Regions from separate parts of the Mus musculus genome. Here regions 2, 3, 4, 5, 6 and 7 are each linked to region 1. The links are chromatin contacts, called in public HiChIP or PLAC-seq and promoter capture Hi-C maps. All regions are on one chromosome and are shown on one strand. The core of a region is the stretch at or near the end of the contact, and the rest is flanking DNA. Distances in the headings are between cores, read along the strand shown.

Region 1 (3,152 bases), core at 430-2,929:
TAAGACAAATCATACTCTGAAAGGGTCACTGCTTTCTTCATACTTAGAGAATAGTATGCCTGTTTTCAAACTTCCAGTAAAAGTAGGCAAAACATTTAATAATGACTTAGCAACAAAAGGCCAGCATCTCAGATTCTGTGTTTTAAAGCTTTGCAAAGAAAAACTATTCGAGGTCTCCTGACTTTTGTATCCAGGCCATTCCATCTCAGCCCCAATCTTGGGCTACATAACAGGCTCCAGAGACCTGGAACCTGGGGTGCTTTTCAATGAGACAGGCAGGAGCTGTGGCATTTGCTTCTCCTCTAACTTATCAACGCATACATTGAAGGCACTCCTGCAAATCTCAGTTGGTTTCAAAGTGGCCTGCCTGTAATCCAATGCTGCATAAAGCTTTAGCATTACAAAAGAATCCTTCAGAATACTCATCAGCACCCTTAGGACAGGTTTACATTAAAAATGCTTTGAGGCTTGTGACCTCCAACAAAACAATTCAGTAACTATAAGTGTCTGTGCTACAGAAGAAGAGGTAGGATGCCCAACAGCGGAAGTCATCCCAGGGCCTGGTCTTTTCCCTGGTAGTGGTTTAACCTGAGAACCTGATTCTCTCTCTCTCTCTCTCTCTCTCTCTCTCTCTCTCTCTCTCTCTACTGCCAAGAGCCCTCTACTCCCACTCCCCTTGCTCTGGAAACAGAAGCAAGAAATGGAAATGGACCTTTACTCATTATCACCAAATGGAGACAATCTTTCCACATAGTATTCTCAGTCCCCCAGATGAGAAACCAGAATGTACAACAGATCCTCTCAACAGCATAAGAAGATGAGAGAGAGAGAGAGAGAGAGAGAGAGAGAGAGAGAGAGAGAGAGAGATTAACACTCTTTAACAGTGACTACTTAGGGAAGTGCCTGAGGGAGGGGGGATCTTGCAGAGCAAAGGCTGGGCTTGGAAGAAAGCCACAGTACAATTGCTTTTCCATCCAGGTTACCCAGAGAGCTCACACCTCTGGGTCCTCCCCTTAGGATCAGGTAAAGCACCTTCAAGTTGAAGGGTAAACTCCCACCTAAGCCCCTTGAGACCACACAACACAACCACAGCTACTTTCCCTGGAAAAAGGGGGGGGAGGGAGTTGGGGGGGAGGGGAGGGTTAAAGCAACAGAGAGACACTGAGAAAGGCTAAGAGTTGAGAGGGCATCTGTATCCAGAAATCCCAAGAAATTAGGAACAAGAGAGTCGAGTGGTGAACTTCCCAAGAGCAGTTGCTGGAGTGAGGCAGGGTCTCTGAAGAACTGAAGGACATGGCCACTACTATGTGGTTAGATCTGCCAGAGGCCAAGGACAACAGAAGCATTGGGTCTGGGGTATTTGGTACAGCTGGGACAGAAACCACCAAACCCCAGTGCGCCCACCTTGCCGGGTTCAAATTGTCCCTCCCCCAACCCTGCTCCCGTTCTCCCGCCGTCTTTGCTGAGTCCAGAGATGCTCCGCCACAGACCCGGGACCCCTTAGGCGCCTCTTCCCGTCCATCTGCCAAATCGCAACGCCTGTACTTTTCCAGCTCCCTCTTTCCCTCTTGAAATTGAAAGTTATTGAGGTCGCTCCGGGTTGTTGCTCCTCCCCGTCCCCGAGCTCCCCCCGCCCCCCGCAGCCATCCCGTCTCCCCCTCCCTCCTCCTCCTTCCCTATGGGGTGCTCCTAGCCCGGCCCAACACTGGAGCGGCTCCTGCTCAGAACGCCAGAAGCAGCTCGGGTCTCTCCAGCGCCCCTTGACCATGGCTGCGGTACCCACGGCGTCCGCTTCCCTGCGCTCCCGGGGTCCCTGCCACAGCCGCAGCCGCTGCAGCCTCTGAGCCCCAGGGGCCACTGCTCGCCTGGATTCCGCCCGCAGCCGCCGCTGCTGTGCAACCGAGGCTAACCTGCGGCCAGCCAGGAGGCTCCTGCAACCTTCGCTCGCGGCGATGACAGCCACCCCAGAGCAGCCGGCTGTGTTCGGACAATTTGAGAATGCAATTGTTGGTTTCCCGGTCCACCCGTCCCGCTTCGCTTGCCATCACAGCACGCCTGTTGGATCTCAGTGGAGAAGTCCCGCTGCTCTGGTTTTTCTACTCTTCGTATAGACTCGCCTAACACCTACATACATATTTTTCTTTAAAAAAAAACATTAAATATAACTAACAGTGAAAAGAAAAAGGAGAGAAAAAAGGGAAACATTACAGGGTTACTATGCACTTGCGACTGATTTCTTGTTTTTTTATCATTTTGAACTTTATGGAATACATTGGCAGCCAAAACGCCTCCCGAGGAAGGCGCCAGCGAAGAAGTAAGTTTGGGGTTTTCTTTTTTTTTGGGGGGGGGAGTGGGAGAGGAGGGGGTATTGTTGTTGTTTGTTTTTGTTGTTGTTGTTTTGGTTTTGCTTTGCGTTATGTCTTTGCTCCCTTCCACCACATTCACCTGTCAGCTGGTTTTGCCTGCCCAGACCCAGCTGCTGGAGGAAACAGTCTTTTCAACCTACACCCTATGCCTCCCACAGGAGATAGCAACTCGGGGCACTGGCTCTTCTACTCCAGTACACAAACCAGTACTGGAGTCGGTGCACCCGGTGCTAGTCTGCCCCCCCCCCCCCCCCCCCCCCCCTGTAAATCAGGATCTGGAAATCTTTCTTTCTTTCCTAGATTCGCTGTAGGGATTTGTGCTTTCCTTTGAGGCTCCGACGGAGGCCTAGAGCCCCAGGCAGTTGGGTCTCCCTGCCTTTGGGTTGTTTGATAATGGCAGGCAAGGAGACTGGGATCATCCCAAATTCCCGCCTGGCTCCGGGAACCTTGGCTGCCCCTCCCCCTAGGTTGTTTTATGGTAGTCTAGTCAATCAACCTGGGGCGGGCCCAAGGGACAGTGAGCAAGCTCCCGCGCTGCAGCTTCCCACGAAGCGCACGAGTGGAGTGGCGCTGAGGCGCCAGGGCTTCCACGACTGTCTGCTGAGTTGCCCCATGTCCCATCCTCTGGGGTTGGAAGTCAGAGGAACTCCAGAGGTTCCGAACTTCAGTCACTTTCACGCCTTGCCTGTCCCCACGTGAATGCTCTGGCCACCTCAGACTCTTTAAAGGGGGTCCCCTGAGACAGGCGCATACTGAGAGTCGGGTTCCCCCAGCACATCTCCTCTC
Region 2 (2,914 bases), core at 303-2,802, 970 kb before region 1:
TTATTTCTTTCAGCATTGGAATTTTTAAAAACACTGTTAATTCTATGTAATGTATATCTGTGCATATGCACATGTGTTTTGTGATGCTCAGAATTGAACCCACGATAGGTGTGCACTACAGTAGAGCTGTACCCTAGACTTGTTATATGTATTTTCTTGTCTTCATATGCCCCACAGCACATCATAGACAGTCCTGAGGATAAGTGTTAAAAAATAGTCTTACAGAGTTGAAACACTGAATTTTAAATTACAATGTGTTGCCAAAAGTTTAACACTGAAGTAGGACCTTTTGAGAAGATCAAAATAATCACAATTATTTTTCACATGTGGATCTTAATTTTTTCAGCTTTGTACAACAAAATCTCATAATGGGAGGGATTTAACTGACCTAAATTTATTCCTCACAGTTCTAGAATCTGAGAAGTTCAAAATCAAGGTGTTGGCACACCTGGCATCTGTTTTGCAAAAGGCTGTCTTCTCACTGTGTTTCTTCTCACTGTGCCCTCTCATTGCGGAGAGCATAGCTGCAGAATCCAGCTCTTGATCTCCATCTCTCCCACCTCTTCCAAGTTCTCTATACACAGCCCTGGCTCACCTTTAACTCAAATTCCTCTTGTCTCTGTCTCCTGAGCACGGACATTACAGTCCTGTACCATCAAGTACAGTTTGCATCTCTTCCCCCGTTCCTCCTCCTTCTTCTCTTTCTCCTCCTCCCTGTCCTCCTCTTCCTCATTCTTCTTTGATTTTTGAGACGGAGTTTCTTTGTATAGCTCTGGATGTCCTGGAATTTGCTCTGTAGACTGACTTGGGTTCAAACTCATAGAGATCCACTTGCCTCTGCCTTCAGTTGCTGGGATTAAGGCATGTGCCACAATGCCTGACTTGTATCTTAATACTGTATTATTCCATCTTTATGAAAATTAGATATAATGACAGAGCTGTTGGGCCTAAAGTCTTGTGGAATATCCCACATGTGCTTTCCCCTAGTAGGATTTGTGGGGGCAAACTTTCTGGCTGTGTGTCAAAGGGACACATTTCTCTGGTAGTCCCAGAGCTCCCTGAAGAGGTAGTTTTTTGTAAGCAGAGGCATGCTGCAAGGCCCCACTCCTGTGAAGGGACTTTGTCCATTCTGAGACCACGAAAATGTTTTTTCCCTCTCCTTTGTCTCAGGAGAATGGATCACTGGGCGTGTGCTTCTTTTTTTTTTTTTTTTTTTTTGTTAGTTTCAGTTTGAATTACTGAACTCTGAAGACTAACTTTATCTTGATATTTCTCTCTTTTGTTCTTTGCTTTTGAGATAGGATCTTGCTGTGTAGCTCAAACTGGCTTGGGACTTAACTGTACTTCTACTTCCCTAGTGCTGGGATTATACCCACCACCACTCTTAGCAATAATACCATTTTTAACTGCCAAAGAAATTGCGTTTTTGAGTTTTAGTTAATAAATGAAATCCTTTCAGTGGGAAAATTGTGACTTGCTCTTGCTTATTCTCAAACGGGAACATGAATCACTGAGTCACAACATAAAACCACTTTGGAAATAATTACTCACCTACTTTCCCAGTAACTGAACATTTCATAAGATATGAAGAGGAAACACAGTTTTCCCTTGGTGCCTGTGAGGGTGGGGGGGATGAATTCTAGTACCCATCACCTTGGATGTCAAATTCCATAGATGCTCAAGTCTCATTTAAAAAATGGCATAGCATTTGCACATAATTTGTACACATTTTTGTGTGTACACTAAATAATTCTTAAGTTACTTAAGATACCTAGGGCATTATAGTGCTGTGTGAACAGGAGCTGTACAGCACTGTTTAGGGACTAACAGCAAGGACAGGAAAACAACACATGTTCTGCGAAGTTACAACTGATTGTTTTATAGAATATTTTTTATCTGTTAAAGTCTGTAGCTGAGAAACAAAGGACATAAAGGGACAGAAAGCTCCTATTCTATTTTTCAGTTTTTAATCACTGAGCACCACCAAAAGGAGGGTTGACAAATGGGTCAGAGTATCTTTTGAATGCCTCTAAGTATAGCACTACATTATTTTGTAGTGCCTTAAGATGGATTTTGAGAGGAGTTAAAAAATTATTAGCATCAGGAAAATCAGTATTTTTCCTAAACTTTTCTTTTCTTTTAGTATCGCATAGCCCTGGCTGACTTCAAACTTGCTGTGTAGCCAATGATAAACCTGAACTTCAGATCCTCCCACTTCCTCCACTGGAATATGTGGATCACTGCATCTTGTTTTTAGGGTACTAGGAGTGAACCCAAGGTTGTTTTGTGCATGGTAGGCAAGCACTTTACCAGTTCATCCACAACTCCAACCCCAAATATTTTCTTTTCATCTTAATATCAAGTTCATAATCAATAAAGGTTTTCTTTTTTACATAGCTAGCTATAAGATAGGTTGGACATTATTTGTGATCCATCTATCGGAAGTATACTAACTAGAGCTGAGGAAATAGATGAGTGGTAGAGCCCCTGGGTTACATTTACAATAAACAAACAAACAAAAACCCAAGTAAATAAAGTAGTTTGTTTTGGTTTTATATGCTTGATGTAAATAACTCCAGGTTTGGGGTGGCTGAGTCAGGGAGGGAGTAGGATGAAGAGCACAGAGGTAACTTATCAGCCTGGGAGACACCCACACACACACACACACACACACACACACACACACACACACACACACACAGACACTGACACACAGGCAACCCCTCACCTTTACATCCCTTTTACAACAAAATGCTTAACAATGCAAGACCCCGTTCTAAATTGAGCTATGCCTCTGCCAACAATGCAACCAATCACTCTGCCCTAATAACTCTTAGGAACCCCTTAGCAGTCCTTAGTAAGGTGACTTGTTTTTAGTGAACTGTTACTTACTGTTACTGATATCTGCCTACTA
Region 3 (3,118 bases), core at 501-3,000, 740 kb before region 1:
GCTGGCAGGATGGCTAAGCAGGTAAATGTGCTGCTGCCTTTGACCCAGCCTTATGACCTAAGTTCAATCTCCAAGACCTGTATATTGGAAGGAGAAAACCAATTCGTGTACACTGTCTTCTGAGCATTGCCCTTGTAATGTAGTGCACAAGCACACACACACACACGCACACACACACACAGAATAAAAATGTAAAAGTTGTTTCTTTTATAAACACTAAAGCCTTTGATTAAATTTTTTGAGTGTAATTGATTTAATGTCTGCATGACATAATGAAAGTTTAAGTACAATGAAACTATTTCAAAGCTATGTAAATATTAACTTCATTTAGTTTCCAGGGCTGCCTTGGGTTTCAAAAGATGACACCAGGTCCAATATGGCCCGTCCACTTGAAGACATTTTACTTAGTCTCTCACAGAGTTTGTACACCCTCAGTAGGAAGATAATACAACAAATTATATGATCAAAAGTGGATATCTATCTGTCTGTCTATCTATCTGTCTATCTATCTATCTATCTATCTATCTATCTATCTATCTATTGTTTATCTAATCTACCTGTCATCACCTATCATCTATATCTATCTGTCTGACGAACTGTAAACTCTATTTGTCTGTCTATCTGTATATCTACCTGTTATCTACTTATCTATCCATATCTATCTATCTATCTATCTATCTATCTATCTATCTATCTCTCTCTCTCTCTCCCTCTCTCTCTCTACCTACCTACCTACCTACCTACCTACCTACCTACCTATCTATAAATCATCTCATCTGTTTAAATCTATCATGTATTTATCGATGTATGTATGTATGTATGTATGTATGTATCTATCTATCTATCTATCTATTTATTTATCTAACAGTCAACTACTATTTCATTAGTCTTTCCATCCATCAAGCTATTATCATATTTAAAATTAATTTTGATAAGCCTATCATATGATAAAATAATTCAGTGATAGATACAATGAAAAAGTTCTCTGATGAAGCTTGAAGACAGTTGGACACTTTCTCTTGTTTATAGAAAAGAAGCAAGAGAGTTTTACATAATGCCTTTGGAGCAGCCTTTGTTTTTATAATTGCTTGAGATATTTAAAGGTGCTTTGCTATAAATCTGAAGACTTACAAACACTGTTTTACAGTCTGGCCCACTAAGAATAATGACCTCTTCTGTTTCTTGTTTTTCTGGGTGATTAAGGGTTTCCTGGCTGGCCCCAGGCCATCTGCCCTGACTTTTTCCCTCCAAGGATTTATTTAGAATGGTATTGTCAAGAAAACAATCTCTTACTCTGTGCTATTTTTTCTAGCATCAGAAGATAGAAAGTGTTTGCCATGTGTGCTCCCATCCTACATGAAAAATCTTCCAAGCGATGCTTCTTGCTGATGGTACAAGCAGCTCCATCATTTGTGCCCCTTTAACTAAATTAAATGTAAATTATTTCAAGGAGGCCAACATTCTTCTCCGTGTTCCCATGAGGAGTGATTGACAAATACAATATGTCCCTCCACCTGTAGATCTTGCATAGGGAGAAGAAATCAAGGAGGGAGAAGAAATGAGCTCTGACCTGGGGCCAGTACACACCTTTCCACAGGGGTTTCCAGCATGTGGGTGATTTTTAACCAAGCTGACATAAATCACCGTGTGTGGAGCACTGGCGTTCAGATCACTGTGCTGGGAGATGCCTGGATAGTGTTATGCTCCCCTCATTAGGAGGCATGGGAGTTAAGTTGAGGAGTTGAACTTTTAGCTGTATCAACAGTGTGCAAGCAAAAAGGAGGCTATGATAGTCACTGGATCCTTCATTACTGACTGTCCTGTGAAGTATTCTGAGCCCTCATCCTCAGAGATAATTTAGTTACAAATTGAGCTAAACAAAATCGAGAAGCACTTGGTCCAAGAACGTTGTGGTTGAAATCCTTTGGGTGTTATTTATGTCTCATTCTTTCTCAGCTGGGACATTATTCTGCTGTTCCTCGTGTTCTCACATGCCATTTCAACTGAGTTCATTAAATTGTAGTGTTCAGAGACATCTTCTTTAAGCCAAATTATATATTATTTGTTGCTACAGGGATTTTTAAAAATGGAAATTAAGTGTGAAATTTGGGTGTCAAAACATAATATTTGGTATAGTGGTTAAAAAAATACAATCTTTCCCAAACTAAAATCAAACAAAAGTTAAACAGATCAGATTCATACAACAAAGAGGAAAAGAAAAAATTCAATTGTAAATACCACTAGCTTCAAGTTATGGAGATGTTGTGGGCTATTAAAGAGATGACAGTGTTAGCAATGGTTGAGGGTCTAGGTTGGACTTTTACAGGTCCTTTAAAATATTTTATTTTTAATTATGTGTGTGTATGTGTATTACTTAGATACATATGAGTGTGGATGTCCATAAATGCCAGCAGGAGACAGCAGTAGATACCCAGTGTTTGTGAGCCACCAACATGCCTGGTAGAACAACACTCTGGACCTCTGAAGGAGCTGTGCATGCTCTTAACTACTGAGTTGTGTCTCCAGCATCCCCCCTCCATTTTCAGATTCTTTATAAAGGCTTACACAGATGTGCAAAGGCAGCAAGATAACATTGTTTGGAAGGAAGCCATAGTAGAGCTTAGAGAAAGATACCATGTCAAGATTGGCAGCAGGCCACATGACTGAGAGTACTCAAGGGTCCCAGGTTACAGCCTGAATTTTCTTTTTATGGGGTATAAAAGAAAGAGATGCTAGCTGCTAAGGGATGGAGCTGTGGTGGCTCTTGATTTAGATTTATACATTACATCATGTACTCATTTCTCCTACTGTGAATGTGACTTCTCATAATGCCTCTGTTTTTAATCATATTTCTGGCACATTCTGGGGTATAGGATCTTAAATAGGGAAGCATCCCAAAGTTCAATTGAAGAATGCAGCTTGCTGTAGTGCATATGTATACACCAGTGTGGATCTTTGTTCTGTTTGTTGAATACACTGTAAATATGCTGGACAGAAACTGTCTAAATGTGATTGTTGTTAGGGGAGGAGAAATCTCTATGATTCAGAGAGGGATGTAAATCAATGCAAGCAGGGCTCTGATGTTAATAGGTGCATTGTTCTGAGCTTGTGTGTGTGT
Region 4 (2,824 bases), core at 100-2,599, 900 kb before region 1:
AGACACACTGTCAAACCAAACCAACCAAACCAACCAGCAAGCAAACACAAATAATTTCTAGTGTTCACAGTCTCAGTGGGTGTTTTTACTGTAGGGGACACAGGCTAGAATAAGAAGAGACAAGTGGCTAAGTTAAGAGTTTGAATTTGAACTGCAGCTTGGGCCAAGATTAGACACGACTCTGTAATTTCCAGGCACTCTGGCTTTGGGCAGATTGCTTTCTCACATTAAGTCTCATTCCCTTGTTTAGAGAGCTATAGTCATACCCATCTCTATGGGTAGAAGTGAGAATTTGAGGTGATTATCCATTGTCAAGTGCTCACCCCAGGGCTGGTCTCCAGTAACTATTCACTAATCACTCACTGGGTTTAAACTGTAATTGTTATGAATACCATTGACTTCTAAACTAATGATTGTTTCAGTTGTTACCTCTGTTTTAGAATTCACATTCTATTGTGGCTCTGTGATCACTGTCTAGGTAAAATTTACTGTAGTTTTAACTTAACCCATTCTTTAATATTCCAGGGTCTGTTTTGGTATCTTCATGTTAAGAGGATGTTATATCTCTTAGAAGATTCACATTATTTGAGAGTGCTGCTTGAATTTCTTCTAAGTGTGGTGTTTGAGATTCTAGACAGGAGTGCTAGGTAAAGCTGCAAGTCTAATATCTATTATTTTCTATAGTATGGAAAATTCTATCTTGAGCATTGTCAGTTATGTCTACTTACGTGTATGCATAATGAAACATAGTATTGATATTAGAGGAACATTGCTTGAGGCAGGACACAGGATTCTAAGATTCTTGAATCTCAAAGTGAAACCTTTTCTTTTGTCTTTTACTTGCCTGTAGGACATTTAGACAAAGTACAAAGTGATATATCAGTCTTGGAACTATTTATTCCTCCAATATTAAAAATGTAAATAAGGTATGCAGGTCAGGAGACAGAGTACTAAAGCAATGGCCACCCAGCTCTTGCAAATAAAATATGACCCACTTAATGACATTTCAGTCCTAAATCATCGCACAGCAGGCGACTTGTGGCTGAGGGGTTTGCACAAAAGGATTCTGTCAGGACCACTGAGAGAGACTGAATAAGCAAAGAATGGTGTGTGGCAACACTTAGCAAATCAAAGGGAATGCTCTAGGTATAAATATTATTGCCAGTGGCTCCAGGCTTAATAACCATTTTCTCACAAACATAGATGCTCTGGAGAGAAAACAAGCCTCTTTCCAAGTTACAGAGCTTTTATTAGATTTATCTCTCACTGTCAGATCAGCATTCAGGAAACAAATGATCGTGGCTGCATGATTCAGGCTTAAAGAACAATTTCCACTGCTCCTGGCTTCTCGTAATCCGTATTGATCTCTCTGGGCAATTCATATCTGCCTATTCTCCTCTGACTTGTCTTCAGCATATCTTGGACAATGGCTGCAGAATGTCTCCTGAACAGGAAGCGAGGAAGCCACACAAGGCCTTGTCTCACAATCAAATATTCTTTCCTATCTTTTAAAAGTCTTCCACTGGGAGACTAAGTATTGTTACTTGGTTTCCTTCTTCTTAAGCTGTGGCCTTTATTTTCCACTTTGTTTTAAATTTGTTCCGGCTCTAAAAGGGAATTAAGTTGCTTCTATATGCTCATGTCTTGTGTTATTTTGGATCTCGGCATTTCCTAATTTGGTCATGGATATACAACTGCTATACATTTCCCTATGAGTCCCAGCCTGTTGTGTCTTACTGACGTGAACTCATTATGCATAGTGCAAATTTATTGGTCACTTTCATATTTTCTTCTTTCAATAAGAAGTGCATTACTTAAAATTTATTTATTATTGATTTAATAATACAAACGAGTGACATTTGTTGAAGATTTACTGTCTGCTAACCACAGCCACATGCATTTGTATTTTATTTAAACATCAGGAAAACCTCCTGGAGTGAGTATGGTTGGTACTTTGATTCTAGATGCAGAAACATGGTTAACCAGGAAGAAACAGCTTCCGAATTCAATGGATGAGTTGGGAATGACATCCTGACAGAGTGCCTTCATGGCACTTCCTCTCCAGAACCATGAGTATACTATTAACCCAATGTAAGCTCTAGGACATGTGAGCACATCAAACGGGTGGATGTTGAAGGAGCTAAGCTGAGGGAATAACTGTGCAGTCAGCTCTCGTTGAACTGAATTAGTTCTTCAGATCCTGTGGTAGTGAACAGGGGTAGAGTTATATCCCCAGTCTGCTAAATTTTTTCGTATTATATGATTTTAAATTCTCAAAAAATTCAAGACTACTATAAAGAAGTCCCATGTTCCTGTCCCTTCACTCAGAAGTTCCTGTCAACATTTTAATAAGTTTATTGGTATCGTTTTTTATTTCTATAGATACTTCTACCATGGACCATTTGGCAATAAATTGTAGACTATCCCTTTATCCTTAAATACTTGGGTATATATTTTCCGTGAATAAGTTAATTGTTGTGTATGACCACATTATAACTATTACACTCAAAATTAATGTTGGCTTGATGCTGATGTCTAATCTGCAGACTTTATGTTCATTTCATTGGTTACTTAATTGTCTCAGTAAAAATATGCTAGGGAGGTTTGTTCAAGGACCAACCTGAAGACACATAGCATATTTAGTTGCCATACCTCTTGTAATTTGGAATTGTTTCTTTCCATCTTTTTTTCATTTTGACATTTTGAGAGTGGTAATAATTCACTTGTTCTCAGATTGTCTCTTGGTTTGAATTTGTTTGATGAGTCCTTGAGATTGCCCTGAAGTCATAAGCTTTGAGGAGGATCAGTACTGAAGGCAGGCTGT
Region 5 (3,020 bases), core at 514-3,013, 790 kb before region 1:
GTCCAGGGATAGTTCCAAACATGGCACCTTCTGCTGAAATCAGCCAGAGCATCATCCGGGATACTCACTCTTTTCTGATACAGAACCTGGATTTAAGCACATCCATGTCTTTCCACAAAACCTGTTCTTGTTTAAACATATGTGAAAATTGCATAAAAAAAAAAAACCAGTGTGGCCTGGCAAGATAGCTCAGCTAGTAAAGCTACTTGCTGCCAAGCCTAACCACTTGTGTTTGATTCCTGGAACCAGCATGGTGAAGGAAGGACCTGGATTCACTCAGCTGTCCTCTGACTTCCACTTGCACGCTATGGTGTGTATGCAAGCACATATGCACGCACATACCTCCTTAATGAATTTGTAAAAACGTAAAAAACTAAAACAACAACAACAACTGCCCCCAAACTGAGGCAGAGCCACATGTGGTGTAGTGGCAGAATTCTCTAATATCAGCCTTTGGAAAGTTGGGGACAGGAGAATTAGAATTCTGTAACCTGTATTATAGACTGAGTTTAAAGCCAGTCTGATTTTATATGAGATCCTGTTACACACACACACACACACACACACACACACACACACACACACACACACACACACAAATCAAACTAAAAACAAAGAAACCAAACTCAAACAAAGCTCATCCTAAACCATAAAAACAAAGCAAGCCAACGTGGATAGTGATAATTTCCTTCTGTCTGCTGAAATCAACACGTCAGGTGACACAGGATAGTGTGTTCGCATTTAGGGGCTGACATTGCCAGTCTCCCATTTTAGTGCCAGTTACTGAGCAGCGTGTCTATTCCCCATCTTCCTCTGTTTCTCTTCCTGTTGACGTCTCCGTTTGTATGACACTAGATCCAGCCAGCCAATTTCCTTTGGGAAGGAGGCCTCTTCAGGCTAACTGGTCCTTGGGAATAGGAGATGTTATAACAATAAGAAGCATTCATCCGACCTGCATAAACAGACCACAGAGAGAAAGATTCCAGTGTGAAAGATGCATAGGGAGTTCCAAAACTGGAGAGCTGGACAGGAGTGATGGTGATGCAGGGGTCAGGGTGAAGTGGGAGTGGTGGGAAGGAGAGTAGTAAGCTTTGCCATGTGCCATTTCTCTCTAGATCTGTTTTAAAAGTCACTTCTGGCTATATGGCCAAGCTGAGCGTAATTACCTGTTCCTGCTGCACTCGCCAGCCAGCCAGCAGTGTGGACCTGCTCTTCCTCATCTCTCAACCAGGCCTCTACAGCCCCCCGGTAGAGTTGATCTTTTACAAATGCCTTGTTGAACAGAGCAGTGTATGTGTCTTTGGGGGATTTTCGCTAAGGGTTAGGATACCAGTTCCCGTCGTGATTGTTTTAAGTGGCTTGTGCTCAAAGGCTAGGGAGCTGCTCATTAGCGACCCTAGGAGTCCAGTATCAGGAACAGACTGAACTGGGTCGCTCTGCTCTCTGCTGCCAGTACAAGCATTAATAAGAGAAACCATGTCAATAAAAGTTCCCTGGATGAAGCCACAGAATGAGGCACTTACGGACGATTATAAACTTTTTTTTTTTTTTTTTTTTTTTTTGTCTGTGGTAACTTCTCTATCTATCCTACTCTAAACCTGATAAGTGCTGCCTCTTTACGGGTCATTAATTTCCTTGAAAATTTAAACAGTTGTCACTGGTGAGTCTCCTCAGGTGCTCATGTGGGAGAGATTAGCCTGTGTTTATAAGCTGGTCTGTTCATTAAGCGCCTGCTGGAGTGGAACCCCCTCCGCAGGCTGTGGATCAGGCTGCAGATCTCCCACAGATAATTGGGGGCTGCTGTGAATTACACAGACGAGCTGCCGGCCTTGAGGATGGTGTGTCTTATTAATATCAGCTGGGTAGACTGCACCGTTTTAATGACTTCCAATAAACAAAGGCAAGCCCTCAGAACTCAGGAGCCTCTGGGCCCTGACCATTAAGCGGCTGAGCCGGTTTGGGTTTCTATAGTTATTGTGAACTTCTTTCTCATTACCATTTCAAAATCAAGGTTTAGCACTTTGAGGAGAAGCAAATCTTCCAGGTGGGCTCTTAAGTTCAGGTCACTGGTGTTTTTTTAATGCCTGCTAAATCTCTGGCCAATTGAACATCTGTTAAAGGAGGAAAACGGCACTTCTTCAAGGTGTGTGGCTTCCAGTACAGGAAACACATTTTGGCAGGTTCACTTGAAATCAAGAAACTCATGTTTTAAATAATATCTGTATATGTGCAATCAATGAAATTGGGTGGATTTTATATCCTTTGATGTTTCTGGGTGCCTGCAAACTGACAAACATGATATTTGGGGTGTGTGTGTGTGTGTGTGTGTGTGTGTGCATGGTGAATGTGTAAATGTGGATGTGTGTGTGTATACATAGAGCAGAGAGCAGAATATGGGGTGTTTTCTTCTACCCCTCTGTTACCCCTCTCTACACCATTGTCATGAGATTGTCAGGCACTAAGCTGAAAACTCACTGAGGTTGCTAGGCACACTGGACGGTGGGGTCCACCTGTTTCTGTTCCAGTGCTGAGATTACAGCTACATCAGCCAAGCTGGGGAGATTTGAATAGTCCTCATTTTTTTCTTTTTCCTTTTAAAAGCCCATTTATTGATCCGTTGTGAATTTCACATCATGCAGCCTAATTTCACTCATTTCCCCACCCTTCAAATCTACTGTCTGCCCTTCAACCTCCTCTGCAAAAGAAAACAAACAAAAAGAAAAAAAAAATCTCTCCATGGAAACTTCACTGTGTCCCTGTGTGTCCCACAGTACAGTCTTTTGTCCACACAGCTGTACTTGCAAATGTTCATTGCCCTCAGTCCATTGGTCTGGTTCAAGGGCTCTGGCTTCTGCTACACTGTCAATATTGGATCCTCACCAGGACTCCTCTTGGTTTTCTTGTTGTTGGCCTGTGTCATGGAGATCTTAAAGCTTTGGGTCTGCAGGACCAGCCCCTTCATGTGCTCCAGTGGTTCATAGATGGGGTAGATGTTGGGCTGGGCCAACTCAAAGTCCTAG
Region 6 (3,166 bases), core at 38-2,537, 830 kb before region 1:
CACATCTTATATATTTAGACCAAACAAAAGTTTCTTATCCTTTCTAGCTGTAATTTCAAGAGAAAAAGCACCTTGTCACCTTCTAAACCCAATAAACACAATTGCAGAGAATTTTCTAGGAAAAAACAGCCATCAGCTTACTTGACTTAGAACTTGAGATGCTGCTGGCCCCCTTAAGAGCAGCTTTTCTCCAGCAGTGCTTGACTCACAGCTGCAGTGCAGGGTGACTTATCAATTTCTGCTGTGCAAACTGAAACTGCCTTCTAAGCAAGTTAAACTAAATCAAGGGATGGATAGTCAACAGATAAAGTTTTAAGCATTTTTTTCTTTTGAACATGAAACACAGAACAACAATCATTCAAACAAAGAAACAAAAAACTGACACATGTGGACAGATTGGTCCACCAACTACAGACAATAGACAGAGAGGGAGAACTTGAACCTGAACTAAGGATATCTCCAGTAGGAGCCAGAGAGGAAGCAGGATTTCCTGATTTCTCCTGATTTCCTGCTGTCCCTAGGAGAGCTCTGATCATTTTCCTTCCTTTTCTCCAATGTGTCCCAGACAGAGGACAACTGCTTCTCGTAAACCTATTCTCTCTCTCTCTATCCCTCTCTCTCCCCCCCTCTCTCTCCCTTTCTCTTTCTTATGTCATTTGCATATTTACCATTCCTACTTCTGGGAGAATAAATCTACTTGAGCTAAATATTTTTCTAACCTTTTTTTTTTTTGGTTGTTGTTTTGTTTTGTTTTTAAACCCCGCTCCTCTTGTCTGAAGCAGCTCTTGGCTGTGAACAAATGCCTATATTGAAGTCCCCTGTCCCGATTTCGATATCACATCCCTAGGCTAATTCGATGTCTGGTCAACCTTGTTCATCCTAGCTTTATCCTCTTTGCACCTTCTGCAACAACAGCTTTCCAAAAAATAAAATTTATGGCTAACAGTAGCATTAATGCTGTTTACTGCAGGATACTGTAACTTCTTCCTTTCTCTGTGGAGGTCCGCCAAGGCAGTGTTTCTCAGCTGGTCCTCCCTTGCTTGGGAGCCACCTGTCCAGTAGCTTTGGTTGAACTGGGTACCTGAAAGGGAGGCTGGAAATAAAAAAGAACAGGGGTAGGGGGGAGAGAAGGATGAAGCCAAGACAAAGGCTTCTGATCAAGGCTCAAAGTTTAATTTTCAGCACTGTGTTTATATAGGGAAAACCCACAGACCTTTGTTTCAGCTGGATTGAGTTGCAAAAGCAAGCTCAGCAGGTGGTCAACTCCTCAAGGCTCCTGTAGGAAATTGCAAATGCAGTGAGGTCAGGCGACTCCAGCTAGGTTGGAAAACCTTCATGGGTTTGCTTAGCCTACTCAAGGCTGGGGGAAGGGCAAAGACTGTCAAAAGAACAAAAGTGAACAACTCTTGAAAAATAGCTTTGGAGGTTGATCTCTGGCCTCTAAATTCATGTACATGAATACCCTCCCAGGAACACACACACACACACACACCACACACACACACACACACACACACACACACACACACACACACACACTTGCACACATACATGCATACACAGTCATATATATCTTATAGCACTCAAATGCAAATTTAGTTCAGATGGGTAAATATTATGTATAATGGACAAATAACTTTTTCTTAAATTCTAAGCCCAGCAATTTGTGTTTCTTAGATTAGTTAATGTAGAAATCTTAGTGAGCCTGGATCAGAGCTGTGACATACAGAAGCAAGACTGATACATATGCTTTCAACAAAACTGCAAAATTGCTAAGTGTCTCTCGATTTTTATTCAACATTCACATACTCATGCAGTGAGAGGAAAGTGAGATGGATCTAATGCTCCAGCCATTGGCCACACTGTTCCAGAGCTTATGAGTCCTGGGTCTTGCTTTTCTCAATCTGACTGCTAAAGTTCTGTCCCATTGTATTTTTGTGCAATAGGAACATGGCCCACATGGCAAAGCCCAACTAATTACAGAACTTAATTTAATAGTGTAAAGCGCAAAGGGTATTCCCTGAACAGTAAAATCTTTTGTTTAGAAATCTCAAACAAATTATATTTTACTTTAGGTTTTATTATTTACGTAATAAGTATTTACAAGAATACAATTTTCTCAACATTTGAGCCCCTTATTGTTCCATAAATAGGACACACATTTGGAAGGATGAAGTTTTCTTTCTCCTTTAAGGGATATTTTAGTGATTACCTTTGGCTATAAACACACAACACATTTATTGCTTGATGTTTTTGGGATCTTGTTCTGAGTTATTTGTCCAGTTCTTTATGTAAGGTTAATTAAAATGACATTAATGAAAACAGGAGGGAGAAACCCATTAGCCAGTTAGAGTAAAAAGACCCAGAAGGAAAAAAAATGACTTCTTTCGTTTTTGGCTTAACGACAGAAATGCCCAATGATCCTGTAGGCAGTCTCATCTTCACAGAAGGCCAGAAGACCCAGAAGTGTTTGAGCTGAAAATGTCTCTGGTTCTGTCATGGCTAGAGGTTGTAGCTGCCAGAAGGGAGTCTGTTTTTCCCTTATCTAGTTTTCCCTAAAGCAGAAAAGTACTTTTTTTCCAGGAACTAATACTAAGGACAGGATTGAAAACACAATGCATTGCCAGTCCTGGAATGGGAACTGGACTGACTAGCTCATCTTCTCCTTCTTTTCTCTGTTTAGAAAAGCCCTATTAATTTTAAGGTAGTGAGTGAGGCTCAATGGTATCCCACTTCCAGTGATCCTTCCTGCTGCAAAGGCAATCTGATATCTCTATTTTTCTTAAGTTCTCTGTAATAACATACTTCTTTCTAAAACCCACCTTGAACTCTCAAAACAAGAACCAGAAAGCTACTGGCTTGGGGTAGCTTTGATGATCATGAGGTTTCTGGGAATTTACCATTTCAAGCTATATAAGAGAGCAGAGAAAATAGCTACTGTTTTCCAAGATGCATTGATGTTCATGTGTAAATCTCACCTGTAAGAATTGCTTTTCATTAAGATTCTATTCTGTTGTTTTTGCCTTAATGTAAGTTCCTACTTACTAAGAACCTTATGAATTGGATCAAGGAGCAAGAAGAATTTACTCCAAAAGGTCAAGAATGTAAATTCCTTGAGTGACCTCTGACCTAATCGAGAAGAGTACTTCGTGAAGGTGAGGTTGTG
Region 7 (3,227 bases), core at 723-3,222, 660 kb before region 1:
AAGTCACTTGATATGCACTCACTGATAAGTGGATATTAGCCCAGAAACTTAGAATACCCAAGATGCAATCTGCAAAATACAAGAAAATCAAGAAGGAAGACCAACGTGTGGATACTTAATACCTCCTTAGAATAGGGAACAAAATACCCATGGAAGGAGTTACAGAGACAAAATTTGGAGCTAAGACGAAACGATGGACCATCCAGAGACTACCCCACCTGGGGATCCATCCCATAATCAGCCACTAAACCCAGACACCATTGCATATGCCTGCAAGATTTTGCTGACATGACCCTGATATAGCTGTCTCCTGTGAGGCTGTGCCAGTGCCTGGCAATTACAGAAGTGGATGCTCACAGTCATCTATAAGATGGGACACAGGACCCCCAATGGAGGAGCTAGAGAATGCACCCAAGGACCTGAAGGGGTCTGCAACGTTATAGGTGGAACAACAATATGAACGAATAAGTATCCCCAGAGCTCGTGTCTCTAGCTGCATATGTAGCAGAAGATGGCCTAGTTGGCCATCACTGGAAAGAGAGGCCCCTTGGTCTTGCAAACTTTATATGCCCCAGTACAGGGGAATGCCAGGGCCAAGAAGTGGAAATGGGTGAGTAGGGAAGCAGGGCAGAGGGAAGGTATAGGGAACTTTAGGGATAGCATTTGAAATGTAAATAAAGAAAATATCTAATAAAAAAAGGCAAAAAAAAAAAAAAAGAGAACATTTTTGATAGAATGAATGTCCTAGGAATCTGACAGAAGAAGTCAAGAAAGACCTAAAATGATGTGTTCATGGGGAAAATGACTGTGGTTTTGACCTGGAGATTTAAATGCAAGCGCCAGCAACATTTATGTCTTTCCTGTCTGATGAGCCTCTGAAACTTTGAAGAATTATAAACTTCTTGATAAAATCTTTTAATAGGATCAATTTCTTCCATATCTCTTAATACCATTTAATTGGCACACAGGTATTTAGCTGGGGATGCAGTGTACACACAAGAACAGACATTGCATTTTGTAGGCTTATTTTTTTTGACACCACAGTATTTTAAAGACAATATCTGAATTGGCTTGCAGTAGCCTCATTACTATATGAATGAAAATAAATATAAGATTATATGGCAAAAAAGAATATATAATATTGCTTCTGCTTTTGTGATTTTTATTGAATGCTTAGGTGCTCAAATGTGTGCTTCTGCCTCTAAATGCTTTCTTGTGGTTTTTCCTTGGCTCTTTTTCTTCTGTTTTTTTTCCCTCTTGTGATTGTTTTTGCTTTGTTATTTTATTTTATTACTATTTGTTAGATCCCGTTTTGTTTTCTGAGGAGAGACTGAAAGGGTATTGATGTGAATAGGAACAGAAATTCGGAGCATTTTGGAGCTGGTAGGAGAGGGGAAATTGCAATCAGAATACAGCTTATGAAAAAGAAATCTATTTTCAATAAAAGAAAAAGAAAGTATATTTGAAAGCTATAGGGAAATTAAGGGAGGGAACAATGAAGGGAGAGCATTTGTGAGGAAAATCTGGTGTAAGAAAAAAAGAATCTCATGCAAAGCCAAATGCAATAATATAAAAATATACATTGCTTATTGGTAATATCAAAAAATCGGGCCTAAGTTCCTAATAAAACACAAACTTCTTTCATTTACTTTCTTATTCATTAGAATCCAGTTGCTATATGGATAGCTTGGTGAGCACAGAAGGGTTTTACTGGGCTTATTGACTATTTTCACAATTTCTCATCCTTTGTATGGAACCAAGAGTCGAACTACAGCACCATAGAAAACTACAGACAAAAACAGCAAAGCAAGCCTTAGAGACCTTGAAGCAGTGGGTTCGCAGGACACACCCTTTTCCTGAGGAGTCCATCCTCCAGCCTGCGCTTCCGGTGCTGCGGTGGGTGTGGTTTTCAGTGACGTCACAGCCGTGCGCCGTCCGGCGGCCAATTCAAATCGACCACTCGGCGGTGTGGGGAGGCAAGTGGCGTGTCAGTCTGTGGTGAGCGGCCCTGACGTGCGACGGGCCGCGAGGATGGCGCCCTCCACCACAGTCACTAGGCGGGTAAAGCGCAAGGCGCCCCGCGCCTTCCTCAAGCGCACCTTAAAGCAGAAGAAGCCTCACCTAGGTCTGGGGAGGTGCTGCGACCTCCTGGTAAGTCCTGCTCTCTCCGCCTTCAGGCCCGCCGGCCACGACCGGCCGCGGAGCGCCCTGCCCCGGGGGACCGCGGAAGGAGGACGCGGAGCCCGTTCAAAACTCCCGCGGGAAGGCCCCGCACCCCCCCTTATTGCTTCCAGGGCCAGCCGTTAAGGAGACTGCCTGGCTCTGGGATTAGTTTAATTGATCCGGGTATGGAAGGTAAACCGGCTAGAAACAGATTTGGGCCCCTGCCTGCCTCCCCAGCTCCTGTATGTTCTTACCGAACCCATTTCTCTATGGCCGCTGCACTAGGTCCCCTACTAAAGTGATCGTGTAGATGTGGCGTCAAGTCTTTAAAACTTTCAAGACTCGTTTTTCAGACTCGTGTTTACCTGAAATATAGTGCTTTCCACTAATTAATTGGCCCAAAAATAAATAACAATGTTACAGCCTGAAAGTAAAATCAGTTTGTTTTCTGCCCTTTTTTTTGGGGGGGGGGGTGTTGTTTTGTTTTACTTTGGTTTCGTTTTGTTTTTTTTTCAAGACAGGGTTTGTCTGTGTAGCCCTGGTTACCCTGGAACTTGATGTGTAGACAAGGCTGGCTTCGAACTCAAAGATCGGCCTACCTCTGCCACCACCACTAACACTCTCAGTATGTTGATTTTCAAGGCAGAGTTTCTCTGTACCTGCCCGGGGAAGTCCTGGAATTCAGTTTGTAGACTAGGCTGGAACTCACAGAGACACCCCGGCCCCCAACCTTCATCCCTGCCTTTGCCTCCCAAGTGCCTGACAAGGGATGCAGAGCTCTTAACCACTGAGCCATCTCCAGATACTGGTTTTCTTGACTACTACAAAATTATCTACATTCTCTCTCTCTCTCTCTCTCTCTCTCTCTCTCTCTCTCTCTCTCTCTCTCTCTCTCTCTCTCTCCATTGCTGTTTTTTTCCACATCCCTGACTCCTTAGTGGTTGAGATAGCGTAAGTGAGCTGGGATTTCCGTGGAATACACTTTTGATAGTTTCTTCTGTTTTCCCTGGAGTCTAACAGAGAACAAAACCCACCTGATGAGGAATATCCAGGAGCTCACTAGC

The links. Promoter capture Hi-C pulls out the DNA fragments that hold promoters and counts their contacts. HiChIP or PLAC-seq counts read pairs in DNA pulled down with a chosen protein or histone mark.
Region 2: a CTCF HiChIP or PLAC-seq map of the NIH/3T3 cell line shows a contact between it and region 1, with 8 read pairs. The contact joins the enhancer-like site here to the promoter of Rspo3 in region 1. A contact is called at or near these places in 5 of 39 promoter capture datasets (the 3T3-L1 cell line, cranial neural crest, frontonasal cranial neural crest and 2 more), 1 of 15 datasets of contacts at CTCF or cohesin (the NIH/3T3 cell line), 2 of 484 Hi-C or Micro-C datasets (the G1E-ER4 cell line and embryonic stem cells), 8 of 115 datasets of contacts at active chromatin or transcription factors (craniofacial prominence, embryonic basal ganglia, embryonic forebrain and 5 more) and 2 of 9 other capture datasets (adipose tissue and embryonic stem cells).
Region 3: a contact with region 1 is called in a promoter capture Hi-C map of second pharyngeal arch cranial neural crest, with 6 times the contacts expected there. The contact joins the enhancer-like site here to the promoter of Rspo3 in region 1. A contact is called at or near these places in 12 of 39 promoter capture datasets (the 3T3-L1 cell line, 3T3-L1-derived adipocytes, the C10 cell line and 6 more), 11 of 484 Hi-C or Micro-C datasets (adipose-derived mesenchymal stem cells, cerebral cortex, cortical neurons and 3 more), 6 of 115 datasets of contacts at active chromatin or transcription factors (craniofacial prominence, embryonic forebrain, embryonic limb bud and 3 more) and 2 of 9 other capture datasets (embryonic stem cells and liver).
Region 4: an H3K4me3 HiChIP or PLAC-seq map of neural tube shows a contact between it and region 1, with 8 times the contacts expected there. The contact joins the enhancer-like site here to the promoter of Rspo3 in region 1. A contact is called at or near these places in 21 of 39 promoter capture datasets (the 3T3-L1 cell line, 3T3-L1-derived adipocytes, the C10 cell line and 12 more), 1 of 15 datasets of contacts at CTCF or cohesin (the NIH/3T3 cell line), 57 of 484 Hi-C or Micro-C datasets (3T3-L1-derived adipocytes, the AML12 cell line, the C2C12 cell line and 33 more), 13 of 115 datasets of contacts at active chromatin or transcription factors (cardiomyocytes, craniofacial prominence, embryonic basal ganglia and 10 more) and 2 of 9 other capture datasets (adipose tissue and embryonic stem cells).
Region 5: a contact with region 1 is called in an H3K4me3 HiChIP or PLAC-seq map of embryonic limb bud, with 7 times the contacts expected there. The contact joins the enhancer-like site here to the promoter of Rspo3 in region 1. A contact is called at or near these places in 10 of 39 promoter capture datasets (the 3T3-L1 cell line, 3T3-L1-derived adipocytes, cranial neural crest and 5 more), 2 of 484 Hi-C or Micro-C datasets (both in nephron progenitors), 5 of 115 datasets of contacts at active chromatin or transcription factors (astrocytes, embryonic forebrain, embryonic limb bud and 2 more) and 1 of 9 other capture datasets (liver).
Region 6: an H3K27ac HiChIP or PLAC-seq map of epiblast stem cells shows a contact between it and region 1. The contact joins the enhancer-like site here to the promoter of Rspo3 in region 1. A contact is called at or near these places in 11 of 39 promoter capture datasets (the 3T3-L1 cell line, the C10 cell line, the SN4741 cell line and 5 more), 1 of 484 Hi-C or Micro-C datasets (uterus), 7 of 115 datasets of contacts at active chromatin or transcription factors (embryonic forebrain, embryonic limb bud, embryonic stem cells and 4 more) and 1 of 9 other capture datasets (embryonic stem cells).
Region 7: a contact with region 1 is called in a promoter capture Hi-C map of neural stem cells. The contact joins the promoter of Cenpw here to the promoter of Rspo3 in region 1. A contact is called at or near these places in 15 of 39 promoter capture datasets (the 3T3-L1 cell line, cranial neural crest, embryonic stem cells and 8 more), 8 of 484 Hi-C or Micro-C datasets (adipose-derived mesenchymal stem cells, cerebral cortex, cranial neural crest and 3 more), 10 of 115 datasets of contacts at active chromatin or transcription factors (astrocytes, embryonic basal ganglia, embryonic forebrain and 5 more) and 2 of 9 other capture datasets (embryonic stem cells and pancreatic islet).

Annotation. Positions count from the first base shown.
Region 1 is chr10:29,534,394-29,537,545 of GRCm38.p6, reverse strand. It overlaps Rspo3 (R-spondin 3), which reads left to right and starts at 1,679. Exons shown (of 5, transcript NM_028351.3): 1 at 1,679-2,314. The coding sequence starts at 2,218.
Region 2 is chr10:30,503,554-30,506,467 of GRCm38.p6, reverse strand. No RefSeq gene overlaps it. Among named protein-coding and RNA genes, the nearest start is that of Gm22623, 11 kb to the right of the region's middle. Within about 2 kb of position 1,552, at least 5 of the 459 cell types and tissues checked have an H3K27ac peak or open chromatin away from gene starts, as enhancers often do. A contact at or near this core is called in the NIH/3T3 cell line, where this site is marked.
Region 3 is chr10:30,278,728-30,281,845 of GRCm38.p6, reverse strand. No RefSeq gene overlaps it. Among named protein-coding and RNA genes, the nearest start is that of Cenpw, 80 kb to the right of the region's middle. Within about 2 kb of position 1,750, at least 5 of the 459 cell types and tissues checked have an H3K27ac peak or open chromatin away from gene starts, as enhancers often do. A contact at or near this core is called in embryonic limb bud and second pharyngeal arch cranial neural crest, where this site is marked.
Region 4 is chr10:30,438,261-30,441,084 of GRCm38.p6, reverse strand. No RefSeq gene overlaps it. Among named protein-coding and RNA genes, the nearest start is that of Gm40622, 11 kb to the left of the region's middle. Within about 2 kb of position 1,349, at least 4 of the 459 cell types and tissues checked have an H3K27ac peak or open chromatin away from gene starts, as enhancers often do. A contact at or near this core is called in neural tube, where this site is marked.
Region 5 is chr10:30,326,839-30,329,858 of GRCm38.p6, reverse strand. No RefSeq gene overlaps it. Among named protein-coding and RNA genes, the nearest start is that of Gm40622, 120 kb to the left of the region's middle. Within about 2 kb of position 1,763, at least 22 of the 459 cell types and tissues checked have an H3K27ac peak or open chromatin away from gene starts, as enhancers often do. A contact at or near this core is called in embryonic limb bud, neural tube and second pharyngeal arch cranial neural crest, where this site is marked.
Region 6 is chr10:30,368,847-30,372,012 of GRCm38.p6, reverse strand. No RefSeq gene overlaps it. Among named protein-coding and RNA genes, the nearest start is that of Gm40622, 80 kb to the left of the region's middle. Within about 2 kb of position 1,287, at least 5 of the 459 cell types and tissues checked have an H3K27ac peak or open chromatin away from gene starts, as enhancers often do. A contact at or near this core is called in epiblast stem cells, where this site is marked.
Region 7 is chr10:30,199,285-30,202,511 of GRCm38.p6, reverse strand. It overlaps Cenpw (centromere protein W), which reads left to right and starts at 1,972. Exons shown (of 3, transcript NM_001109747.1): 1 at 1,972-2,151. The coding sequence starts at 2,032.